2 separate regions of the Sus scrofa genome follow, and region 2 is linked to region 1. A link is a contact called in public HiChIP or PLAC-seq data. All regions are on one chromosome and are shown on one strand. Each heading gives the region's core, a stretch centred on a gene start, on an enhancer-like site or on the middle of the called end of the contact. The rest is flanking DNA. Distances are from core to core; before and after follow the strand shown. Region 1 holds the start of GSR (glutathione reductase, mitochondrial). Region 2 holds the start of SARAF (store-operated calcium entry-associated regulatory factor).

Evidence for each region. HiChIP or PLAC-seq counts read pairs in DNA pulled down with a chosen protein or histone mark.
Region 2: a contact with region 1 is called in an H3K27ac HiChIP or PLAC-seq map of alveolar macrophages. The contact joins the promoter of SARAF here to the promoter of GSR in region 1. A contact is called at or near these places in 2 of 5 promoter capture datasets (fetal liver and liver), 1 of 47 Hi-C or Micro-C datasets (heart right ventricle) and 1 of 2 datasets of contacts at active chromatin or transcription factors (alveolar macrophages).

Annotation. Positions count from the first base shown.
Region 1 is chr15:54,378,671-54,386,543 of Sscrofa11.1, forward strand. GSR (glutathione reductase, mitochondrial) reads left to right here and starts at 3,894. Exons shown (of 13, transcript XM_003483635.4): 1 at 3,894-4,687. The coding sequence starts at 4,391.
Region 2 is chr15:54,930,138-54,938,010 of Sscrofa11.1, forward strand. SARAF (store-operated calcium entry-associated regulatory factor) reads left to right here and starts at 3,853. Exons shown (of 6, transcript XM_001924775.4): 1 at 3,853-4,188. The coding sequence starts at 4,086.

The DNA.
Region 1 (7,873 bases), core at 2,644-5,143:
GCAGCTCAGATTCAATCAATCCCTGGCCCAGGAACTTACAAATGCTTCTGGTGCAGCCATAAAACAAACAAGCAAGCAAAAACACTTGAATCTTGTATTTTCACCATAGGACAGTATATATGATAGTTTCATTCCAGTTAAGGGTTAAAAGAAGAGGCTTCAGAGTCAGGCCTCGGATTTGAGTCCCAGCTCTGCCATTCACTAGCTATGTAATCCTTTTTTTTTTTGTCTTCTTGCCATTTCTTGGGCCGCTCCTGTGGCATATGGAGGTTCCTAGGCTAGGGGTCGAATCGGAGCTGTAGCCACTGGCCTACGCCAGAGCCACAGCAATTCAGGATCCGAACCGCGTCTGCAACCTACACCACAGCTCACGGCAATGCCGGATCCTTAACCCACTGAGCAAGGCCAGGAATCGAACCCGCAACCTCATGGTTCCTAGTCGGATTCGTTAACCACTGAGCCACGATGGGAACTCCAATCTTATGTAAGTTATTTACTCTCTGAGTCTCAGTATCTTCATTTATAAAATGGAGATAAAAATGGTATTTATTTATTGAGTTTAGGAGGGCACAACAGAAAGCCCTTAGCATTGTGCCTAATAAAGCTCTTAAGCACAGTGCTTAGTCCAACACATATTAATCACTGGCTTATTATTTTGGCAAATAATCCAGTGTCTTTGCGGAAATCACTTAAGTTTGTCTAGTGTTCAAAAGAAGATTTTAATGATGAAATTATTAAAATGTGAAATGTCTGCTTGGGGCTCTGCTGTTCCCCACAAATTATGTTAGTTTATAATGATGTCATAAGACTGCCACACTTGAATGGTAACTAAGCTGATTTTCATTCTCAGCATTTAATGTCATCCTGAAAATAACCTCTTATTAACGACATTGACTAAAATTTTACTTTAGCTCATACTTCTTTGCTCAAAAAAGAGAACTTAAATACATTTTGAAATCTTCAAGGCTTGAGGATATGGCTACCTGTTCCTCTTCCCACCCAAGTCAGAAGTAAAAAGGAAAAGCATTTACATAACCATAAAATATTATAGTCCCAAATAACACCTTATCTTTAGTTTCAACATATTGCATGGGATTATGCACTTATGCAATAAAAATTCTTTCCTGCATAAAACTAGCAGGATGTCGACCTTTATCTCCTTTTATCGTTTTTATGTTTGCTTTAAGGCATCACTTTCCTCCCATATTTCCTGGTTCAAGACTTGTCATCTTTGGGAGGTCCCTCTTGGCTCAGCAGTTAACAAACCCAACTAGGATCCATGAGGACACAGGTTCAGGCCCTGGCCTCTCTCATTGGTTTAAGGATGGATCCCCGCTGCCGTGAGCTGTGGTGTAAGTCGCAGACACAGCTAGGATCCTGTGTTGCTGTGGCTGTGGCATAGGCTGGTAGCTACAGCTCTGATTCCACCCATGGCCTGGGAACTTCCATATGCTGCAGGTGGCCCTAAAAAAAAAAAAAAAAGAAGAGAAAGAAAAAGACTTGGCATCTTTGACTCTTGTACCCTTCCCCCAATCTGTCAATTTCACTTCCTTAAATGTGTCCAATCTGTTTCTTTCAGTCTGTTCTCAATACTGCCATCTATTACCTTTGCCTCCTACACTGCCTGTTTCACTATTTTCAATCCATTTCATCTAATTCCAGAGAAAGACATCTCTGAAAAATCTCCAGAGACTCCTTATTGCCCATGGAGTAAGGTCTAAATGCCTTAGCCTGGTTACTAGCAAGGCTTTCCAGGACTCCACCCATCTCCCACTACCCTCTTCGAGCTGCCTACCATCCAGCCAATCGGCACCACTCTGCTTACTACTTACTACTTCCAGTTACTGCTAGCTCATTCCTCCCCTATTTTGATATGACCATCTCCTTTTTGTCAGCCTTCCTACTTCCTGCAAGAAGAAACTAACTCTCAGAGGGATTATGTGACTATGACAGTGCCTGTGGGGGGATATGAAACCAAGCTACTCTGACTCAGACTCTTTACTCCTAAATACATGTGTGTAATTTCTTTTAACCACAGTACAGTTCTCAAGCCCAGAAACTTAACACTGTTGTAGTATCATGACATATTATACAAGTCATATTCAAATGTCACCAATCATCCTTTATATGAAAATTTCCCCAATCTAGAATCCCATCCAGGATCAAACCTTGCCCTTAGTCCTCATAATTCTTCAACATTTTTAGCCTGGAAAAATTCCATAACCTTTGTTTTTAAGACATTGACAGCTTTTGAAGAGTATAAGCTAGTTATTTGTAAAATTTCCCTCAATGTGTCCTTTTCTGAGTGCTAACTCAAGATAAGATTCAGGTTATGGATTTCTAGCAGGAATATCACATAAATTGTGTACTGCTAACTCTGTCACACATCACCAGGCACACAATGACGGCTGTCTCATGACTGGCAATGCTCAATTTTGATCACTTGTATAAGGTGGTATCTGGCCCACTGTAAAGTCACCATTTTCCCTTTCGTGATTAATAAGCAATCTGTGGGGACATATTCTGATTGTGTAAATACACCTTCCCTCGTCAAACTTGCATCCAGTGGTTTTAATATTCACTGATATCTAATGACACAATGATAACTATGACAGCTGTAAAATGGTGATTTTTTTTCTTCTTTCCTTTTCTTTTTAGGGCTGCACCTGCAGCATATGGAAGTTCCCGGGCTAGGGGTCAAATTGGAGCTGCAGCTGCTAGCCTACGCCACAGCCATGCCAGATCTGAGCAGAATCTGCAACCTATGCTGCAGCTTGCAGCAATGCCAATCTTTAACCCACTGAGTAAGGCCAGGGACTGAACCTCATGGACACTATGTAGGGTCTTAACCCTTGGAGCCACAATGGGAACTCCTAAAATGGGATTTTTCTAACTCTGTTGTTTTGTGTACATTTATTATGTGGCAGCCTGGTGGAAGGAGGAACTTTCCTTCCTTTCCCTCTATTACATTTTTTTTTCTTTTTAGGGCTGCACCTGAGGTTAGGGTTTGAACTGTCACTGCAGCCGACGCCTATGCCACAGCCCCTGCAATACTGGAGTGGCATCTCTGACTTACTGCAGCAACACTGGCTGCTTAATCCATTGAGCCAGGTCAGGGATCAAACCCACATCCTCACAGAGAGAAGGAAAGATCCATAACTTGCTGAGCCACAACGGGAACTCCCTCCATTACATTTTAATCAGGAAAAAAACAAAACAAAACACCTTAAAATAACTGGATACCATTCTAACTGGAGAGTACTTAGTTCCCACTCCTCTTCAGGGTGCTGGGCCTAGCTTCTCTGTGATTCAACCTGAACTTTCAGTCCTCTGACTGCAGTGCTCTCAGCCTTGTGGGTGATAGGCTCAGGCCACACAGATTTATTTACTTACTACTTCATTGACGGCTCCAACTTCATTTACAACTACCAACTGGTAGTCCAAACACTGTAAAATGACATCCCAGTCTCGACAGTTTGGGAGCAAAGTGCTGGGTGTTTTTTTCTTTTTTGTCTGCCCAGTGGCATAATGGGGTTCCCGGGGCCAGGGATCAGATCTGAGTCGCATTGGTGACTTACGCTGCAGGGAAACATGGGATCCTTAACCCACTGCTCTGGGCCAGAGATCAAACCTTCGTCCCTGGGCTCGCAAGACGCCGCCCATCCGGTTGCGCTATAGGGGGAACTCTTTGTGTCTCTATCTCTACGTTTGTTATCTTTATGCTTCATCCATGGATCACAAAAACTTCTGTCCCAATGTCTCACAGAGTATGTTTAGAACTCACCTGAGAGCTGGAAAGAAGGGGTGTTTAAAATGTAGATTGCTGAGGTCCTGACCTAGAGCTTCCGATTTAGTAGATCCGGGTTAAGACCCAGGGTTCAGGTGGTCTGTTGCTCAAACCGTGAGAAACAGCGCCCTCAAAAACGATGGTGGACAAATCTCCCTTCCCTGAGAATTCGTCGCCCCTGGCATCTCCCAAGGGGCCCGCTCAGAAAAGGCTGGGGGAACAAAAGAAGGTGTTCATCCTCCTTGGCCCCTTGGGACTTCAGAAACCAACATCCGGCTGATGCCACTCGGGCTCGCGGACTCGTGCTGGGGTGAAGACCCAGGCGGAGAGATCCAGGAAAGGTGACCCCCATTTGGGGCAGAGCGGGCTGGTTTGCACCCAGGGGCACGGGGGGCGGGCAACACCGCCCCTCCGCGCCTGCCCACCCCAGTCCCGCCAAGCCTCGGTCAGCGAGCCCCGCCCCCACCCCGTTCCCCCTCCCCCTTCGCTCGGGTCGGGTGCTTAGTCACCGTGAGGCTGCGCCGGCCGGGTGCCCGCGCGGCCCCCCTTCTTCCCCGGGGCCCGCCCCCGGGCCGCACCCCCGCGGCGCACACTTCCGCGTGCATGGCCCTGCTGGTCTGGACCCTGAGCGCTAGCGCGGGCCCCAGCTGGCGGCAGGCGGCGCGCGCCTTCTCCCGCTTCGCGCCGCCTCCAACCCGACCCGCCAGCGTCTTCCCCCGAGCCATGGCGAGCAGGCAGGAGTCGCAGCCACAGTGCTGGCCCCCAGCCCGCAGCGTCGCGACCTCCTTCGACTACCTGGTGATCGGGGGCGGCTCCGGCGGGCTGGCCAGCGCGCGCCGGGCGGCGGAGCTGGGCGCTCGGGCCGCGGTGGTGGAGAGCCACAAGCTGGGCGGCACTTGCGTGAGTACCCGCGCTCTCCCGGTGCTGCTCCTGGTGCTGCTCCTTGCGCCTCGGCCCCTGCAGCACCGCGCCCGAGGCCCCGCTTTCTTTCCTCCTCTCTCTGCAGAAACGTTCTGTGCTCCTTCCTAGTGAGCTCTGGCGCTGCCCTTTCCGCTTTCCCACCCGAGTCAGAGGCGGGATCCCAGCAAGTTTAGATGAGAGAAGTGTACAGTTTTTTTTCCGCGGCCCCCGAAGCTAAGCCTGCGCCTGTTCCAGCGCAGGTGCAATAATAACGCTGGCAGGAGGTGGTTAAATCTAACGTAACTTTCCTGCATCCTCAGTCCTCAAGGCGGAAGGGTATTGTAGTCCATGCTCTATCTCATTACCAAATCTATGAACCCAAAACTGCACCTGGATAACTGCAGCTTGCCTGCGTCTCTGGGAAGGGGGGAAAGGGAGGATGGAGCCTATGTCATTGACTTGCGGTCCTCTCCTTTCATTTTCAAGGGCAGAATGATTTACAGCAGCGGTTCACACTTTCGGCTGCACATTCGGATCACCTGAGGAGTTGAAAAAGTTCTGCCTGTGGGTAGCCTCGGCCTAGGGTGATTCTGAATTGCAATTAAGGTTGAGAACCACTGATTACAGGCTGCATTGATTTAGGATATACTATTAAAGGAGTTCTCAGATCTTTTGTTTGTCCTGTCTCGTTGGAGGGGAGATTTTAAAATTATCCCCCACCCCCCAAAAAAGAGGGTTGTAAATCCTGCAGTTGATAAACTTTTCATTTAAAGAACAGGTTTCGTTCCCAAGTTATTGGTGTGGCCTTTTATATCATAAGAGTTGGGTGAGGTACTTGCTCTGTTAATATTAAAATATTGTATACAAAAGTAACCTGGCACTGGGGATGCGTTCCTGTGGGGGTGGATGCTTAAATTACACTACATGTCCCCTTAAGGGCAGACATGTTCATATGTTTGCAATCTCTTACCACTTAACAAAGACCTTACTCTGTAACCGTATGTGAATTAAGCTCACAATTAACAGCTGTGAAAGGGCTGACTCTAGTGTCCAGTGCTCGGTTTTTAAGTTCAAAATGAAAGTAGGAACGAGGAAAGAAAAGACTGTTAATTATCAACTTAACACCTTGACACTTTAGACAGACTCTTAGAAGTCTGTCTCTGCAGAAGGCAGGTGGAGGGATACCACTAAGTGTGCCCCACCCCCCACAACTGGTGAGATCACTTGACAACCTCTTGTCTTTGTCCCTCTCTACTTTCCTCTGTTTTCCTCCTTCCCCATGTATGTCATAATCAGTTTGTGGCATCCATGGTCATTGCCTAGTTCCACTGATACTAGTCAAGAAGGGGTTCACCCTGTTCTTAGGTTCCTGCTAGAAATGTGAATACGTTAACATTATGAGATAAACTGCTTCCCAGAGGAGAGTGCGGGCAAAGAAAAGCTCAGGAGAATCAGCCATTTCCTGCTTCCTTATAGTGCATGGTCTTGCTTATCTCATTCTGCTGCAGCAACTTTTATTTTTTAGTAAACATTGATCTCTTGGGGAAAATCCTCTAACATTTTTATGACATTCCATTTGGGCTCTTCAACTCCATTTTGGTTTTGAACTGCGAGGAAGGGCGTGGTATGCGTTGAATATCAGAAGATATAACTAATTGATAAGACCTGAGTTGAGATTTGTTCCAGGTTTCTAGTTATCTGGGCTGTCCACTGGTGTGATAATAAACTTCTTATGTGCAGAGATTTCTAAGCAGGTATGGGGACACTTGAGGCATTCTGAACAAAGCACTTCATTAGTTTGTGTCCTTAATTCTCTAAATGCTAAGTGTTTGGATTGGGGCTGGCAGAGAGGAGAGGGTAGATATCAACATTTGTAAGACTAAGATCCCTTCCCTCAGGAAATTTATAACATGATGGGAGAACAGAATGTAGACAGTCAACCCCAGAGTGGGGCAGTCTGTATTAATTGCTGTGGATAATAACGAATTACTGTCATTGAGAGAAGAATTATAACTATCACTTCTGTCTGGCCATATTAGATGGCTGATGAAGGAGATGGTATCTTTATGAACTTGAGCTGGATGAATATCACTTTTTTGACAGGGAACATCAGGGGCAGAGGCACAGAGACAGGGCATATCGTGTAATTCAATTTGATTGGCACAGAGGGAGTCTCCTATGAGGGATGGAAGCCAATAGCCAGGTAGTAGTCAAAATGGAGAGTTTCTGGAAGCACAGTGAACTGCGGAATTGTTTGGGACAGGTGAGTGACACAGTAAAAGTGGTTTTATCATCATGATAGTCTTGAGAGAGTCCTTGGGAAAGTCAAACAGAAGTTTCTTTACTATTGACTCCAATCAATTTTTTTTCCCTAGATAAAATATGTTGATTGTAAATCTTGATAAGTTTTTTAAGTTGTCGTGAATGAATTTACATGGAAGTTTCAAATTAAAGCCTTCTGGTAGCAGTGGTTATTTCCAGGGAGTGGGGTTATGTTTTGTTTTTAATTGTTTTACTATTATTTGCTCACTCATTAATATGCCAGGTATATAGGTACATTTTAATTTATTTTCAAAATTTTTCTGTTTTTTCCTTTTTACAGCTGCACCTATGGCATACGTAAGTTCCCAGGCTAGGGGCTGAATCAGAGCTGCAGCTTCCAGCCTACACCACAACCATGGCAACACCAGATCCAAGCTGCATCTGTGACCTATGCCAGCTTATGGCAACACCAAATCCTTAATCTGCTGAGCCAGGCCAGGGCTTGAACCTGAATCCTCACTGAGACTGTGTTGGGTTCTTAACCTACTCAGCCACAATGGGAATTCCTATATAGGTATATTCGTAGATGATGGGGTCACTGCAGCAAACAAAGCAGATAAAAACCCCCATCTTCATGGAGCTTACATTGTACTTGTTATCTGTAGTTTCTCAATTTTCCATGCGGTGTTTTTAACGAATAAGAAAATTACAAGTTTTTGTTTTTAGCCTTTCTCCATGCAAGTTTAGACTCAAGCAGTGATAGGGTTGGAAGTGATTTTTGGAGATCTACTAATCCAATCTGATTATAGTTTTGTTTTGTTTCTTTTTAATAGGGTGCACTAACGTAAGCTTGCTGAATTAACGTCTCTAGAGTTATGACTGTTGAAAAATTCTTCTGTCACTATCATTTTTATCAAGAATTTT
Region 2 (7,873 bases), core at 2,603-5,102, 550 kb after region 1:
GGCCAGTTAACTGGTCTGCATGCAGCTCCTCGATTTCCGACACAGAGCTAGCGTTCTGATGGGACCCACCTCCGGAGATAGGAGCGGCGGGACCCAGTAACAGGTGGATTTAATACAAATCTGAGCTCTTGGGAGTCTGTGAGAATCGGTTTTTGGTAGTAACAGAGCTAAGCAAAAAAGGTGAAAGCAGAGGTACAAATACAATTATTTAAGTCATCCTAGAAATCGAACATTTACTATGTGTGGGGAATAGGGGTGGGCACCGAGGTGTGCAAAACTAGGTATGACTTCTACCCTTAAGGAACTTGCGGTTTGGTGAGAGAATGACTCAAAAAAGCGTAAAATTGCAACGATGATAATTGCTAGGAAAATCGGTAGATAGTCCTATTAAAGTCTTTGAGTTAGATCAGAAGAGATTTCCCTGAGGAAGGGACTACAGGGGGATGACCAGGTGTGTAACTAGGAGTCAAAGGGAAAGGCATCAAGGGGAGGGGATAGTGTCTGCCTGGGCGGGCCAGCGGTGAGCTTTGGCGGCCAACTGTGGGAGCCTGGAGCTTGGTCTGTTGAGAGAGAGAAGGCCAATGGTGCCAATCGGGGTTGAGGTGAGCCAGATTGGTAATACAGCAGAGTCCTAGAGAAGAAGTTTTGTTTTTTCATCTGAGCAATGAGAATCTTTCGAAGGATTTAAAAAGATACAGGTGGCAGGAGTGGAGGGGGGCATGGGGGTGACATAAATTTGAATTTTTCAGTCTTTTCCGTTATCAGACTAAGATTAACTGGTGTATAAGACTTTGGGAGTGAATGGTTCGAGATTTTAACTGCATGCTTTAAAATGAGAGCTCTGGGAAGCTAAAGGTGTTGTCCAACCTTCTTCCCTCCAGGAAACTTCCAAAATTAGAATTTTAAAAAAAACAAGTGGCTTCTGCTCCTTGTGGAGGAGAATTGTTTTTCTACTCGAGTTACTGCAAAAAAGTTTGGCTGTCTTTTGAAACATGAAGAGTTTCCATTTAAGGATGTGCTAGCAAAACACAAGGCACTCTTGAGCATATGCTATGGAAATGCTCTGTTTAGAGGGTCTGGGAACCACCAGCTCCTTCCCTAACTATTGAAGCAGGCATATGCATTCTCCTCCCCAACCATCTTGAAAGGAGTAGGTAGAATTCCTGAAGTACATAATTCCATCCCAAATTGTCACCACTAATACCTTTTGTTTTGCTCCATGGTATTGTGTCCTTGAAAGCAGGGATGGTTGAAGGAACACAGTCTAGGTAGCTGATCTGTGAGGGTGGTGATGGGGTGATAGGATTTCATCTCATAGGCTCATAGCTTGGCTGGGGGGTGGGGAGGAAGATTGCATTTTAGGAAGCCCTAGTGGCTGAGTAAAGTGGTAGTCCCCTAATTTCCTCTTGTGAAGACAAATGGGTATTACAGACACTTGTCCTTGATGATATTAATGGGCAACTGGGATTGATCTTCAGGTTATGGGGGGGTCTATATTTTTTTGCATTCCTAATCATGAAGAAATTCTAAGTGATGATGCTCTTTTGACTTTTTCCACTAGATCCACAGTGTTTTAGCAAAAAGCAAAACAAAACAAAACACTCACTGCCTTAAGGACTACTTTTTGGCCTACAAATGTTGTCTAGAGTCAGTTGAGACCTTAAAAACAATATTTCTAAATGTTATATTTCAAAGACCAACTACAACAGAAGTCTTTGGATGCTTCCTCAAAATGCAAATTCCTGGGTCTTACTCCAGACCTTTTATTTATTTATTTATTTTGCTTTTTAGGGCTGCATCCGAGGCATGTGGAGTTTCCCAAGCTAGGGGTATAATCGAACCTGTAGCTGCCAGCCTACGCCACAGCCACAGCAACATGGGATCCGAGCCACAACTTCGAACTATACTACAGCTCATGGCAACACCAGATCCTTAACCCACTGAGCGAGGCCAGGGATTGAACCTGCAGCCATTATGGTTCCTAGTCAGATTTGTTTCCACTGCACCACAATGGGAACTCCCACTCCAGACCTCTGAATCAGAACTTTTGTGGGCAGAGCACAGGAATCTCAAGTTTTTTTGATTTTTTGTCTTTGCCTTTTCTAGGGCCGCTCCCTCAGCATATGGAGGTTCCTGGGCTAGGGGTCTAATCGGAGCTGTAGCCAGCATCCCAAAGGAGTCCTATGCATATTAAAGCTTGATAGTAAGTGTCTGAGAAAGAATGTCAGGAATTTTTCTTCATTAGTTTTCCAAGTGAATCTAAGCATTAATGTTACATCCTTTGAATGTTCTCTAAATATTCTTATATAATAGTTAATCAGTGTTACCTTTCAAAGTTTCAAAACTTTTCTTTCAGATGGCTTATCTTCCCACCTCAATTTGCAAAGATAGGATGAGGGTGAGAGGAAGAGAGCTATTGTTTATTGAGCAGCTGCTATAAACATTTATCTGATTTAATACTCTCCACAGTTTTGTAAAGCTGTAATCCCCCCCCCCCCCCCCCCACGCACCAGCCGCACCCATGGCATACAGAAGTTCCTGGGCCGGAGATTGAATCCAAGCTGCAATTGTGACCTATGCTTATGCCTCAGCTGCAGCAATGCCGGATCCTATGTATTGTATCTCTTCCTGTAGCACTAAATACTATTTTTATTTTGATAACAACTGCATAGTTTACCTTACCTTGAAGTCCAGACTTGTATATCCAAGTGTCTATTTGACATCTGCTTGGGTCTTGACAGTTACCTTGAACCTGACATGTGGTTATCTTTATTTCAGTCCCACTCCAAGCCACCACTGTTACGCCTTCTCTTGTTCCACGTTTCTCCAAGTTTACTTTGCCTCAGTTGTACTGGCTTTGTTTGCCTCTTCCAACCACTACATTTTGTTTCATTCATTGCAGAATCTCCAGTGCCTAGAACAGTGCCTGCAGGTACTGTTAGGTAGTGGTAGGTACTAAATATATTAAGATACTCATCAAATTAGTGAACGGTGTTCCTCAAAACACAAAGCTAGGGCTTTTGCATCCACTGTTCCTCAGGTGGAGAAACCTCTTCCCCTGATCTGTATATTCTCCCATCATTCAGGTCTCAAAGCTTCAAAATCACTTCCTCAGCAAGGTCCTCCCTGATTGTCTCCCAGTCTCTTTGTATCATCTTATTTTATTTCCATCAGTGCACTTATCACTTCATCTTCATTTACTAACTTAGTATGTAATTTGTTTGTCCTATTTCTCCTCAATGTAAGCTCCATGAGTTCAAGGATGGTGTCGCCTCCAGCCTAAAATAGCACCTGACACATACTAGGCATTCATCCTGTATTTGTTGAAGTAATGAATGAAGGAATTCTCCCCCAGACATGTCAGACCTCAAAGATAATTCTTACGCATTCTTAGAACAGTTTTGTCTGGCTGGTTCTTTCTTTAGGTGTTAGTTTTTACTCCTCATATCTTGTAAATTCCCACTGCCTCCACGTTGGAGGAAATGTATAAAAGTTCTGAGCTTCTGAAACTAGACAATATATTTCCACGCTCTCTCTCTTTAAATCTCCTATGTATTTAGCAAACTAATAGAACACGAATTATGCTAAGTGCTGAAGCCATAAAGTTGATTAAGGCACAGTAACTTTCCTCTGGAAGGTTATTGAGGTTTTGTAAATACATCACTTAACTACATTAGCTTTTGCTTTGCGATGGTTTCACTCTCTTCAACCACAGCACCTTCACCGTGAATCCGCAGGAGGCCGGCCCGCGGCCCCGCCCCCAGGCCCTGCTTCTCGCCCTTGGCTCCGCCCTTAACGCGGCCCGCCCCGCCCCCACCACCACCCTGCCCCCACCACCGCCCTCAGCGGCTCTGAGCCCCTGGGGCGGGGCCAAGCTTCGACCATTCCTGTTCCCCCACGCGCCTCAGCGGCAGTGACGTTAGACAGGCGCACCGACCTTCCTTGAGGCTGCGGGTCTACGGAGAGATCGTCTTCTCTCCGCGGCCCGAGCTGCAGTTTCGTTGCGTAGGGCCTCGCGGATTTCCGCAGCCTGGTGTTCTGGCCCGCGAGCACCCCGCAGCTGCGCGCCATCTTCACCAAGCGCCATGGCGGCGGCCGGCGGGCCGAAAGCGACCAGATGCTGCCCTTTCTTCGGTCTCCTTTTGCTTCTGCTGATCGCGGGCCCTACCCGGGGCTGGAACGACCCTGGTGAGTGCTGCCCTCACTCCCTCCTCTTGCTCTCTTCGGCAGGCGCTGAGAGGACCCCGGCTGGGGACCATATCCCTTCTACCCTATTTGCTCATTTCCATCCTCTTCGCTGTTCATCTCTGTCCTGCCTGGATCTTTTGCTCTTCCCAGACAAGTGTAGACTGTTGGGGAGTGGGCGGGGCGGGGCGGGGCGGGACGATCTAATGTAATTAATGTTCCCATCTCCCTTCCCTGGATTCCTAGAATTTGCCCACCTTTTCCTTCCTCGGGCTACACCCCTCATCCCCTGAGTCTGGCTGGAAATCTCGTCCCTCACCTGCGCCTCTTGTTTTGTTGTCAAGAGTGTCTGATGTCATGGCTGTTCTCTTGGCTGCCTGTTGCTACACCTGAGAGTTGCCATGGCACCGGCAATCTCTGAGTCACACTTAGTGAACAGGGCTGCAAACCTTGGAAGTCGGTTAGCAGAATCATAAACTGTACTGTTTACCTGAGCACAAGTTGTGCTGTTTATTCTATTACAGCAAAGTACATTGCGTTACACCAGCTTTTCCCATTGAATTAAAAAAAAATTTTGTGTGTGTGATGGTACACGGTAAGTGATTTCTAGGGAAAAGTTTCTTTTATATCACTATGTTATTAGACTTGTCTAACAAATTTTTATGGGATCGATAGTATTCCGTGTAATTAATATTGTGTGTGTATGTATGTACACATAATACAGATTTCCATTTAATAAATGATGTATGCTTTAAATAGGAGTGATGTAAAAAAATGACTTAAACTATGAAAACATCATTTTTGGTTTGGAAAGGAAAGATGTTGAGGTATGGAATGTGTACTAATGTTGCAATCATGACTTGGTGAGAGGAAATGCCTGTGTTTTTGAACTTAACAGATTTTTCTGTAGTTTCTTATTTTATTCTTAAATGTTAAAATGAGAGAGAAGGCACTATTTGTAAGTACTTGACTTTGAGTACTCCTTTGATGTGGATGTTTTATTACTAATAAATGAAAAGTCAAGTTGGATTTAAATGATGTCGGTATAATTTTCCTAATGTATTCCTAGAAAGTTTCATGTAAATAGGACTTTGATCAGAATTATAGTTTAGAAACTAGATTAAAACATTAAGTAGTTGAACCCTCAATCAGTTCTTTTCTTTCTTTCTTTCTTTTTTTTTATTTTTTTTTTTTTAGGGCTGCACCTGCAGCATTTGCAAGTTCCTGGGCTACAGGTCATTTGGAGCTGCAGCTGTTGGCCTATGCCACAATCACAGCAACTCAGTTGCCTATGCCACAACCGCAATTGAGCCACATCTACCACCTACGCTGCAGCTTGCAGCAATGCCAGCCAGATCTTTAACCCATTGAGTGAGGCCAGGGATCAAACCACATCCTCATGGATACTAGTTGGGTTCTTAACTGGATGAGCCACAGTGGGAACTCCCTCAATCAGTTCTTAAATAAAAAAAGGAAATTTATAGATGAAGAGTCAGGGGAATAATAAAAAAAAAAAGGAACCATATTTAAATTAATGGTGAACCATTTCCTGGTAGTTCTTAGTCTACCTACACTATAAAACTACTCTTCTGGAACAAAAGGCACCAAAATATTTTGCAGTGTAAACTCAATTAGTTTTTATAAATTCTACTCCACCTTAAATTTCTTTTGAGGAACTATATCATGAAGGCATTCTAATATGTTTCTTGAAAATTTAGATCTTTGGCCCATGTGGAATTAAGTTTTTATATAGCTTTAGGTGGATTTTCCTTTAGCTATTTACTCAGTTATGCCCAAACCATTTATTGAAGAAGACTTCCTTTCCCACTAAATTAAAAAGCCCACTATATCTTTTTTTTTTTTTTTTTTTTTGTCTTTCTGTCTTTTCTAGGGCCGCACCCTCGGCATGTGGAGGTTCCCGGGCTAGAGGTCTAATCGGAGCTGTAACCACCTGCCTACGGCAGAGCCACAGCAACGCCAGATCCGAGCAGCGTCTGCAGTCTACACCACAGTTCAGGGCAACGCCGGATCCTTAACTCACTGAGCGAGACCAGGGATCGAACCCGCAACCTCATGGTTCCTAGTCAGATTCGTTAACCACTGAGCCATTACGGGAACTCTAGAAAGCCCACTTTATCTTATATTGAATTCCCACACATATCTAGATTTATTTCTAGACTTTTGTTTCACAGTTCACTTGCCTGTTTTTGTTATGATTCTGTATTATTTTGATTATTCTAATTTTATAGTAAGCTTCATTATCTGGTAGAGCAATGCATTCTGTTTTAATTGACTATAAAAACAGTGCATTTTTTAAATTGAATTTATAGTTAACTTACAATATTGTATTAGTTTAAGGTGTAGTGATTTGATATTTTTATAGATTATACTCCATTTAAAGTTATTACAAAGTAATGTCTCTACTTTGCTGTGCTATATAATATATCTTATTTGCTTACTTAAGCAATGTATTCTTTCTCAAGAAATTTTTGGGTATTTATAGATGTTAACCTTGAACATAATTCCTTTCCAGTTCCAAAAGAGCCCAGCTGGGCTCCTGTTTGGAAGTGCATTAAATTTATTTAGGTTTTATTGTATGTATATTTTCTTATATATGTCACATATTGACTTTAAGTTTATTTCTAGATATTTTATGTATGTGTGTAGTTTGTCACTAATTTGAGATAGGCCTTTACAATTTCATGTAATTGGATATCACAGGTATAGATAAAGTTGTTGACTTGGTAATTGATAAAATATCCAGCTGTTTTATCAAATTGTATTATGACAGGGTTGTCTTTTGGGAAGTTCTCTTGGATTTTGTAGGTCCAGCAATTCTAAATAAAATGTTATTTCTTCTACTGTTTGTATGAAGCATAAGAGATACTGCTGGATGAGTACTCAGAAGCTGTTCTCTACTTTCTTCTCCTTGTCTACCTCTGTGTAAATACTAGAAAAGCCAAATACTCATTTTACTAGAATCCCTTGATGCCATGTCATTCTAATTGGTGTAGTGGAGGGATTCTGGGGAAAATATTTTCAGTTATGATGGAAAGTTATTAATCTTATATTCTTTCTTTCAACTCTCTCTTTTTTTGTTTTTTGTCTTTTTAGGGCTGCACCCTAGGCATATGGAGATTCCCAGGCCAGAGGTCGAATCAGAGCTATAGATGCTGGACTGTGCCACAGCCACAGCAATAGCAGTGTGGGATCTGCGACCTGCACCACAGCTCATGGCAGTGCTGGATCCTTAACCCACTGAGTGAGGCCAGGGATCGAACCTACAACCTCATGGTTCCTAGTTGGATTCGTTTCCACTGCGCCAGGGCAGGAACTCCTAAACCTTTTTTTTAAACAAACTTTTCCCCACATAATAAAAATAACATTACACCTAGCAAAATTAATCCCAATTTCTTTTTTTTTTTTTTTTTTTTTTGTCTTGTCTTTTGTTGTTGCTATTTCTTGGGCCGCTCCCGCGGCATATGGAGGTTCCCAGGCTAGGGGTCGAATCGGAGCTGTAGCCACCGGCCTACGCCAGGGCCACAGCAACGTGGGATCCAAGCCAGCCGCGTCTGCAACCTACACCACAGCTCTCGGCAACGCAGGATCGTTAACCCACTGAGCAAGGGCAGGGACTGAACCCGCAACCTCATGGTTCCTAGTCGGATTCGTTAACCACTGCGCCACG